2 separate regions of the Mus musculus genome follow, and region 1 is linked to region 2. Evidence: chromatin contacts called from public promoter capture Hi-C data. All regions are on one chromosome and are shown on one strand. Each heading gives the region's core, a stretch centred on a gene start, on an enhancer-like site or on the middle of the called end of the contact. The rest is flanking DNA. Distances are from core to core; before and after follow the strand shown.

The links. Capture Hi-C pulls out chosen DNA fragments and counts their contacts.
Region 1: a promoter capture Hi-C map of liver shows a contact between it and region 2. The contact joins the promoter of Ltb here to the promoter of Msh5 in region 2. A contact is called at or near these places in 6 of 39 promoter capture datasets (the C10 cell line, the HPC-7 cell line, cranial neural crest and 3 more), 1 of 484 Hi-C or Micro-C datasets (B cells), 6 of 115 datasets of contacts at active chromatin or transcription factors (the 230-238 cell line, CD8 T cells, the HPC-7 cell line and 2 more) and 3 of 9 other capture datasets (adipose tissue, liver and pancreatic islet).

The regions. Positions count from the first base shown.
Region 1 is chr17:35,191,753-35,195,943 of GRCm38.p6, reverse strand. It overlaps Ltb (lymphotoxin B), which reads right to left and starts at 1,437. Exons shown (of 3, transcript NM_008518.2): 1 at 1,261-1,437; 2 at 579-894; 3 at 1-240. The coding sequence starts at 1,422. Mir6973a (microRNA 6973a) reads right to left here and starts at 972; the gene lies at 895-972.
Region 2 is chr17:35,045,387-35,049,884 of GRCm38.p6, reverse strand. Msh5 (mutS homolog 5) reads left to right here and starts at 3,140. Exons shown (of 25, transcript NM_001146215.2): 1 at 3,140-3,185; 2 at 3,498-3,654; 3 at 3,832-3,955. The coding sequence starts at 3,511. It overlaps Gm23421 (a small nuclear RNA gene), which reads right to left and starts at 667; the gene lies at 564-667.

The sequences.
Region 1 (4,191 bases), core at 188-2,687, 150 kb before region 2:
GGGAACCTCGCCCGTAGGCGCCCCCCGCGCGGTACAGGGCGCTGCGCAGCGTGAGCGAGCGAGCACGGCTTCGGCCGGCAGGGGGCGTCCTGCCCCTGTACCCGACGTGGCAGTAGAGGTAATAGACGCCGTCCTGTGGCAGCGCCAGCCCGTGGGTGGGGGAGAACTGCGCGCCGCTCCTCAGAAACGCTTCTTCTTGGCTCGCCTCCCAGCTGAGCCCTTGCCCACTCATCCAAGCGCCTGCAGAAAGGGACACGCGTGAGCGCTCGGGCCGTGATCTCTAGGTCGGAGACCCGGGCAGGATGAGCAGGGACCTGGAGCGGAGGAGCGGGGTCTTCCTCCTTCTGTGGTACTTAGCGGGGAGGGGCAGGAATAACGGTGCTATCTATCACCCGAAGGGACTAAAGTGGCGAGATCCCTGCCGGTTTTTACCTGTTTCCTGAGCAGTCAGTCATACCGAGGGAGAAGTTGGTGGTGGAGGAGTTGGGAAAGTACCAGTAGTGTCATAGCAGAGCCAAAGGACTCTCGCTTACTGTGGGGGTACATAGCCAGCACTCTTCGGTCTACCAGATGCTTACCTATGAGGTGGGCAGCAGGGAGCTCAGGGTTGAGGTCAGTTTCTGGTTCCCCCTTTGGCAGCTGTTGAACCCCTGGATCTGGTGTAGAATCCGCAGCTGGAGACAGGATGGTCATCCATGCAGATGCCTCCCGAGAGGACTGCGCAACAGGGCCCTGGGATGTGGAGGCTAGATTCCTGGAAGCATTGGATCTCTGAGGATGCAGACGGGGGTCAGGAGTCTCTGAGAGGCTAGAGGGTGAGGGCAAGATGCACGACGGTTTGCTGTCATCCAGTCTTTTCTGAGCCTGTGCTCCTGAGCCAATGATCTTCTCAACCTGGATGGGTAGGTAGGGTTAGAGTGCCCAGAGGTCAGATTTGGCTAATGGCAACTCCACCCCTCCCACCGTAGAGCCCAGCCCCAAGGCCTGGGCCTGCTGTGTCCTCCCTAGACTGCATCTTGCTAGAAGAACAAACAAAGACGATGTATGCAGGCAGAGAGACGCAAGTGCAGTGTTATCTGGAAAAGAAGCCAACCAGGAAGGGGCTTGAAAATTCAGGCTAGGATTGCCTGGAGAGGCAAAGACAGACCAGACATTCCCTCTGGGGAGAGCGGCCAGCTGAGCGCGGTGGGCAGAAGCACAGCCATAAGTAAATAAACAGTCACAAGAGGCAGCCCTCTGGAGCCCGTTGCAGCCACTCACCCGACGTCCCTGATCCTGCGGCACCAAGGCCAGCACAGCCAGGACAGTGATAGGCACTGCCAACAACAGGGTCACCAGGGAAGTAGCTCCTGCCACAGCCAGCAAGAGGCAGCCCCTCCCCTGGGGTCTCCCACCCAGGCCCTGCAGTCCCCGTGTCCCCATCCAGACTCAGAACTAGGACCGGGGCAGGGGCTTTCATACCTCAGGGGTAGACCCCCCCACCCCCGCAGACCCACACACCTGCCCCCTGCCCGGGGACTTTCCGAACACCCTTCCTCCCCTCACCCAGCTTCCTGTTTACCCAGCGCTGGGGCCGGGGTTGGGTGGCTGGATGCCTGGGTTCTCTGAACTGGGGAAGGAGATGGGGTAGAGAGAGGTTTTCAAGGTAAAGATGAAGAGGGGCTTGGCAGGGAGGGAAGATGAAGCCCAGGGAAGGAAGGGAGCTTGCAGAAGGCCAGGCAACAAACAAGGTTGTCATGGCCAGGTAGGACTCCAAGTATCTCGTGTGTTCTTCATGCTTCTGGACCTTACAGTGCTGAAGGGAGGGCTGCAAAGACACACGCACCTGCACACATGCATGCACGCACGCACGCGCGCGCGCACACACACACACACACACACACACACACACACACGGGAGGGGGGGTGAGGAGATGGAGTGGGAGGCCAACAAGGGTCGGCTGTGTGTCTGCGTCCCTGATACGACCCTCTCCCCACACTGGCTGACTTCTTCCTGTTTCAGTCTCTAAAACCAGATGGGAAAGGCAGAATTAAGTGGGTCCGCAGTGGTTATGGCTTTATGAAGGGGGCTCAGCCTCTCTCTCTCTCTCTCTCTCTCTCTCTCTCTGTCCTGATAAAGCAATACAGAGGCACACTCCACCTTAAGGGAGTCTGTCTAGAATGAGCCTCCTCCATTGGGAAGCATCAACTACTTATAAATGAGGGACAGGGCAAATGAATGTATGAATGAATGAATGAATGAATGAGAAATTTGTTGACTTCAATGAACATCAGGAACCGAATTAATGGCACCCGAGGGGCAGCTGATTGGAGTTTAGGGAAGAGCAGGTCGGAGGAAGGTGGACAGAGGTTTCAGGCCATGTCCCCTTCCTGGTGACCTTGCAGTCTCTATGTCCCAGACCAGACAACTCGTTTGGAAAATATTACCAACACCAATATTAGTAGAATACAGCTGACTGACCAAAGGCACCAAGAATGTGCTAGCCACTGAACTACAGTCTTTATTACACTAGCCACTTCGTCTCCATGGGAAAGCCCTAAGAAGATGCTGAGGCCCAGAGAGACGAAAAGGCAGTGTTGGGATAGCAGTAGAGTTTCCTGACAGGGCACTTGGCTAGTAGGTTTGATTCTGTAACAGGCAAAACAGAACTAATTCCAGCTTCATACATTTTACTAGATGTAAATTTTGTCTTCCTGAGGCAAGGAAAAAAAAAGAGGAAACAAAGACTAACTTGAACAATTCAGCGGTAACATGAGGTAATAGTCACAACCTGGAAAGATATGAGAAGTAGCTCAGGGCTGTGGTTCATGGGAGAGCACTGGCCTTGCATGCCCAGGGCCCTGGCTTTGTCCCCAGCACGAAATCAAGCAGGCTTGGTGCTGCGGGCCTGTAATCCCAGCAGAACCGTCAGAAACCCATGGTCATCCTTCACTAGTTGGCAAGCGTGAGGCCAGGTTGGGATGCATAAGAACCTGTCTCAAGAAGGAAAGAAGGAACCAACATGCATTCACTTAGGAGGCAAAGGCAGACTGATCAGAGTTCAAGGCCAGCTTGGTCTACAGAGCACATTCCAGGACAGCCAGGGCTACACAGGGAGAAAAAACCTGGTCTTGAAAACAAACAAAGGGCAGTGGTGGCGCACGCCTTTAATCCCAGCACTTGGGAGGCAGAGGCAGGTGGATTTCTGAGTTCAAGGCCAGCCTGGTCTAGAGTGAGTTCCAGGACAGCTAGGGCTATACAGAGAAACCCTGTCTCAAAAAAAAAACAAAAACAAAAACCCAAACAAACAAACAAAGGGGCTGGAGAGATGGCTCAGCTGTTAAGAGCACTGACTGCTCTTCTGAAGGTCCTGAGTTCAAATCCCAGCAACCACATGGTGGCTCACAACCATTTGTAATGAGATCTGACACCCTCTTCTAGTGTGTCTGAAGACAGCTTCAGTGTACTTAGATATAATAATAAATAAATCTTAAACAAAACTGAACAAACAAAGGAGAGGGAGGCATGTGACTCAGCAAAGTGTTGCTTATAGATCTAGGTCAGTGGTTCTCAAACTTCCTGATGCTGCAACGCTTTAATAGAGTCCCTCGGGGCTGGTGAGATGGCTCAGTGGGTAAGAGCACCCGACTGCTCTTCCGAAGGTCCAGAGTTCAAATCCCAGCAAACCACATGGTGGCTCACAACCATCCGTAACGAGATCTGACTCCCTCTTCTGGAGTGTCTGAAGACAGCTACAATGTACTTCCATATAATAAATAAATAAATAAATAAATAAATCTTTAAAAAAAAAAAAAAAAAAATAGAGTCCCTCATGTTGTGCTGACCCCCCCAGCCATAAAGTTACCTTGTTGCTACTTCATAACTGTGGTTTTGCAACTGTTACAAATCATAGTGTCAATGTCTCAAATGCAGGATGTCTGAGGTGTGGTGGGGTTGGGACCCATGGGTTGAGAACCAATGATCTAGGTGCTAAGACTATGCTTATGGGACCTGAAGAAATGGTGCAGCAGTTAAGAGCACTTGCAGCTCGTGCAGAGGGCCTGAGTTCAGGTTCCAGCACCCTAGTCAGGTAACCTATAGCTCCAGCTTGAGGGGATCCAACGCCCTCTTCTGGTTTCTGATGGTATTTGCATTCAAGTTTGTATGCATACATGGACACAAATATAATTTAAAATAAAAACAAATTATAT
Region 2 (4,498 bases), core at 1,891-4,390:
TCAGTTATCCAGTCAGTCTTCTGGTTTGCTGGGACTGTGCTCTGCGTGTGTGGAGGGGGATCGGGAAGGAGATAGTGAGCTGAGGACTACAGATTGGCAAAGGGCACTCCAAGACACAGGCCGCCAGAGGCCAGGAGGCCTGATGCAGGGGAAACAGGAAGCTGAGCCCAGGCTTCACGGCAGGGGGCGGTCCTCTGGAAGCCTGGCCAAGCTTAGACTTTCCCCAACCCGGGCCCCTTACCCTCCTCTCAATGGTGAATGTTGCCTTGGAGACTTATCCTGGTTCTAGGATAGCACTGGGCTCATCCTGGGGTGGGTGGGGTAGCGACTGGTTCTATCACGGGAAGAAAAAAAGGAAAGGTCAGACAGGTCAGTGTGAGCAGAGTCTTGGGGGACATCTAAGTAAATAAGACGGGGGGGGGGGTGTCACTTTCCCTGGGAGGCCTGATTCTGGAGGGTCTAACTTTAGTATAAAGATAGAACTTTACTACCTATTTTTTTTCACTTCAGTATCTTTTAATTACCCACCTATACAAATGATTTTAGATAAAGCACAGGCAAATAAAAATATGGAATGCCTTACAAATTTGCGTGACATCCTTCCGCAGGGGCCATGCTAATCTCTGTATCTTTCCAATTTTAGTGTGAGTGCTACTGAAGAGAGCTCTACTACTCGTGTGTGTGTGTGTGTGTGTGTGTGTGTGTGTGTGTGTTTGTGTATTTTGGTTTTTAGTGACAGGGTTTCTCTGTGTGGTTGAGGCTGTCCTGGAACTCACTCTGTAGACCAGGCTGGCCTCAAATTCAGAAATCCGACTACCTCTGCCTCCCAGGTGCTGGGATTACAGGCATGCGCCACCACTGCCCTGCCTACTACTTCTACCTTTTTTAAAAACAAAAACAAAACCAGGCATAGTGGTGCACACCTTTAATCCCAGCACTCAGGAGGCAGAGGCAGGCAGATTTCTGAGTTCGAGGCCAGCCTGGTCTACAAAGTAAGTTCCAGGACAGCCAGGGCTATACAGAGAAACCCTGTCTCGAAAAAACAAAAAACAAAAACAAAACAAAAAACAAAAAAACCTAAAATATGTCTGCCAATATCTAACCTCCACACTCTAAATTTCTCTACTATCGACTAGCTTTCTTTTCTTCTCAGTCTAACACACACACACACACACATATACAGACATATTTGAAGAAAATATTCTGGACTTGGAAAGACAGAGAGGAAAGACTGGGCTGGAAACTGAAAGAGGCAGGGAGGGCTGAGGTGAATTGATGCATGTTTGCTGGAACAGCAGTTAGTTAGTGGTTTCCTCTTGTGCTTCCTCTTCTGAGAGCTTTCTCCTCCCTGGGGCGCGGGGGGCGGGGGGGGGGGCTGGCTTATCTCTCTCCTCCCCAGGAAGGCAGAATATACTTGGTGTTTGGGCTTTTGAACTACAGCGTTGCAGACAGTTGTAGACTGACTCATGCGTGAGCCCCAGCTGAGTCCTAAGAATGTTCCCTCTATGCTGACCCTTGAGATCTGCACCAGAGCCTCTTCCCACTGATAAGAGAGATGGCTTCCATGAAGCCTTATTTCCCAGACACCTCCTTTTTTCCCTCTGGTCAGCAAGTGGCCAGCGGGCAATCTGCTCACAGTTAGATCGCTGGGAGAAACTTTAGATTCAAACAGGTTTGGCTGCCTCTCTTGGCTGTCTTTATGGCCGCAGCTGCTCTGATCATCACTATTGACTGTGGCTGCCTGAATTGCTACGCACACACAAATGCGTTATCTTGCCTTTATTTTCCAGGCTGCTCTGTCCTGGGATCACCCAGCAGTGCTCCTGGATTTGAAGCCAGGACTGCATTAAAAAAAAAAAAAATGTAGACTGCCATCTTATCTCTGAGCTCCCACTTCTTCTTTCTCCAGCTCTTCTTTTCTTCTGCTGCCTTCTCTTCCTGGGTCTGATCCCTTCCTCTTCTTGGTAAACCAGTCCCTAATCTCTTCATACCCCAGAATGGAAGGTGTGTCCCTCTCTGCCACTCCCCAGAGCTGTCACCAATAACCTCTTCCAGGTTTCCATAACTCCATTGCTCAATAATTTGCCAAGAGTAACCATTAACCCAGCCCTTAGACCTGCTCCCCTTTGGAGATGATTTTTCCAGTCGCTGATCAGCAGAGCCAGGTCACCTCATGCCATTTCTGAACCTCAGGCAGGATCTTAGTTTAGTGTAGCTAGGACAGTTTTTAAAAAATTATGTGGTGTGTGAGTGTGAGTGTGAGTGTGTGTGTACAAGCAGCACAGGTATGGAGGACAGAGGACAATCTGGGTACAAAATTGAAGGTACTTTTACCTGCTAAGCCAGCACTGAAGTTTTTGTTTGTTTGTTTATTGTTTTGTAAAGTATGGTTTTTTTTCTTTCCCTCAGAAACTCCTTCCTTCTCCTTCTTTCCCATCCAGATGGATCATCAGTCAGAGATACCCTGTGTCCTTAGGGGTGAGAGGACTGTAGTATGGTTGTATGTGTTCTAATTAGGTCTACTTTCAGAATTTAGTGTCTTTCAGATACTTATACTTCCTCTTCAGGGGTTCCAAAATAATCAAGCCCCGTGTTGCTCCTGTGGTTGGTGATCATCTCCTGCAATCAGGAAACAGGCAAAGTAGGTCTGAAACAGGAGTTAGTTCTTACTTCCACTTATTTATTTAAAACACTCATGTAGCGCTTACTTTGTTTGCTGGGCACTGTTCTGAGTTTTTTATAAATATTAACTTAGTGGGTACAAATATTAACGGAGTTGTTGCTGTTGGCACAGGTTGAATTAATGTTGCTTCTCTCCACTCTTCAGGAAGGAGGAAGACTGCCTCTGGCCCTTTAAGGTCGGCCTCCGGGCTCTGGCCTTCTCCACCGTGGCCCAGACCCTTTTTCCAGGCGGGGACCTTAGTTTAGGGCGGGCTCCGCCCAACATCAATCAAAGCTCTGCGACACGGCTGCTTAGCAACGGCAGAGGGCGGGAATTTTGAACACTCTAGCACCGCCCCCAATGCAAACGGACCAATCGACATCTAGCGTCCTCACCGCCTTCCCGTTGGATGGCTAAGCAGACCCTTTCAGCCACTAAGGGGGCGGGGCGAGCGCGCGCGGCCCACGCCTACAGGCTGCAGGCTTGCGGCGGTTGGTCAGGGAGGTGGATCGTCGCGGCTGAGGTGACGGAAAAGGCGGGAAAGTGCTGCGAATTGGCGGCTCCAGTGGGGTGGGGGTGGGGGAGGGGGTGGGGGTGGGTCAGGAGAGCGCGCTGCGGCTGTAAGGGCGTGGGTGGCGGGAGAGACTTGACGTGACAGCGCGCTCCGTCAGAGCTTCCAAAGCACGGCTTCGAGTGACAGGAATGAGGGTGGGACAGTAGCTCGGAGCTGCTCCCAACCTAAAGGGGCAGCCCCCGCGCCTGTCCCCTGAAAGCCCGCGCACCAGCCGCCTGCTGAATGCTGCTTTTGGACCTCCTTCCCCTCCCATGTCCTCAGAGTCGCCGAGCCCATGGCTTTCAGAGCGACCCCAGGCCGGACGCCGCCGGGACCCGGACCCAGATCCGGAATCCCCTCAGCCAGCTTCCCCAGCCCTCAGCCCCCAATGGCGGGGCCTGGAGGTATCGAGGAAGAGGACGAGGAGGAGCCCGCCGAGGTGTCCGCGGAGTTGGGAGGGCTGGGAGAGGCTGAGCCGACCCCGTTTCACGTTGACTAAACTCCCCATGAGTGCCTATCTCCGAGATTTGGTTAAATGATTAATAATAAGGGATGACCAATCCATGCCCTTCCGAGGGATTCAGATATCGATCCCCTTTCCTTCCTCGCGGGACAGATCCATCTGTGCGTGCTGTGGAGCTCGGGATACCTGGGCATTGCTTACTATGACACTAGTGACTCCACTATCCACTTCATGCCAGATGCCCCAGACCACGAGAGCCTAAAGCTTCTCCAGAGAGGTGCGACAGAGCCCTGCATTCCTCTCCTCTGGGGTGGGACGTGTGTTCACTCATACATCCTCATGTAGTTTATAGTCACCTGATTTAGGAATTACTTATTCAACACAACTTTATTAGGTACCTACTGTATGTGAAATGCTACAGATTTTGTCCCTGGCAAACCATGATTTTAGTGATAGTTTCCAGGACACTCTTGTTCCTTCCCACCGTGCCTTTACTAAGTCTCCTCCACTGCGCTCCCAGTGTGCAGACCATCCCTTACAGACATAAAATAACTTTAGTTTGGTTTTGGTTTTTTTTTGAGACAGGGTCTCACTATGTACTATGTGGCTCTGGTTTATCCTGAAACCTATTGTGTAGATCAGGCAGATTTTGATTTCATGGAGATTCCCCTGCCTCCCAAGGGCTGGGGTCAAAGGCATGTGTCACCATGCCTGGCTAAGATGATAAATTCTTGAGGAGAACAGACAGTGGCAGGAAGAGAGCCACCACTTTCCTCTTAGTCACAGTGGAGATATCCTTCGACTCATCAGGCACCTTCCT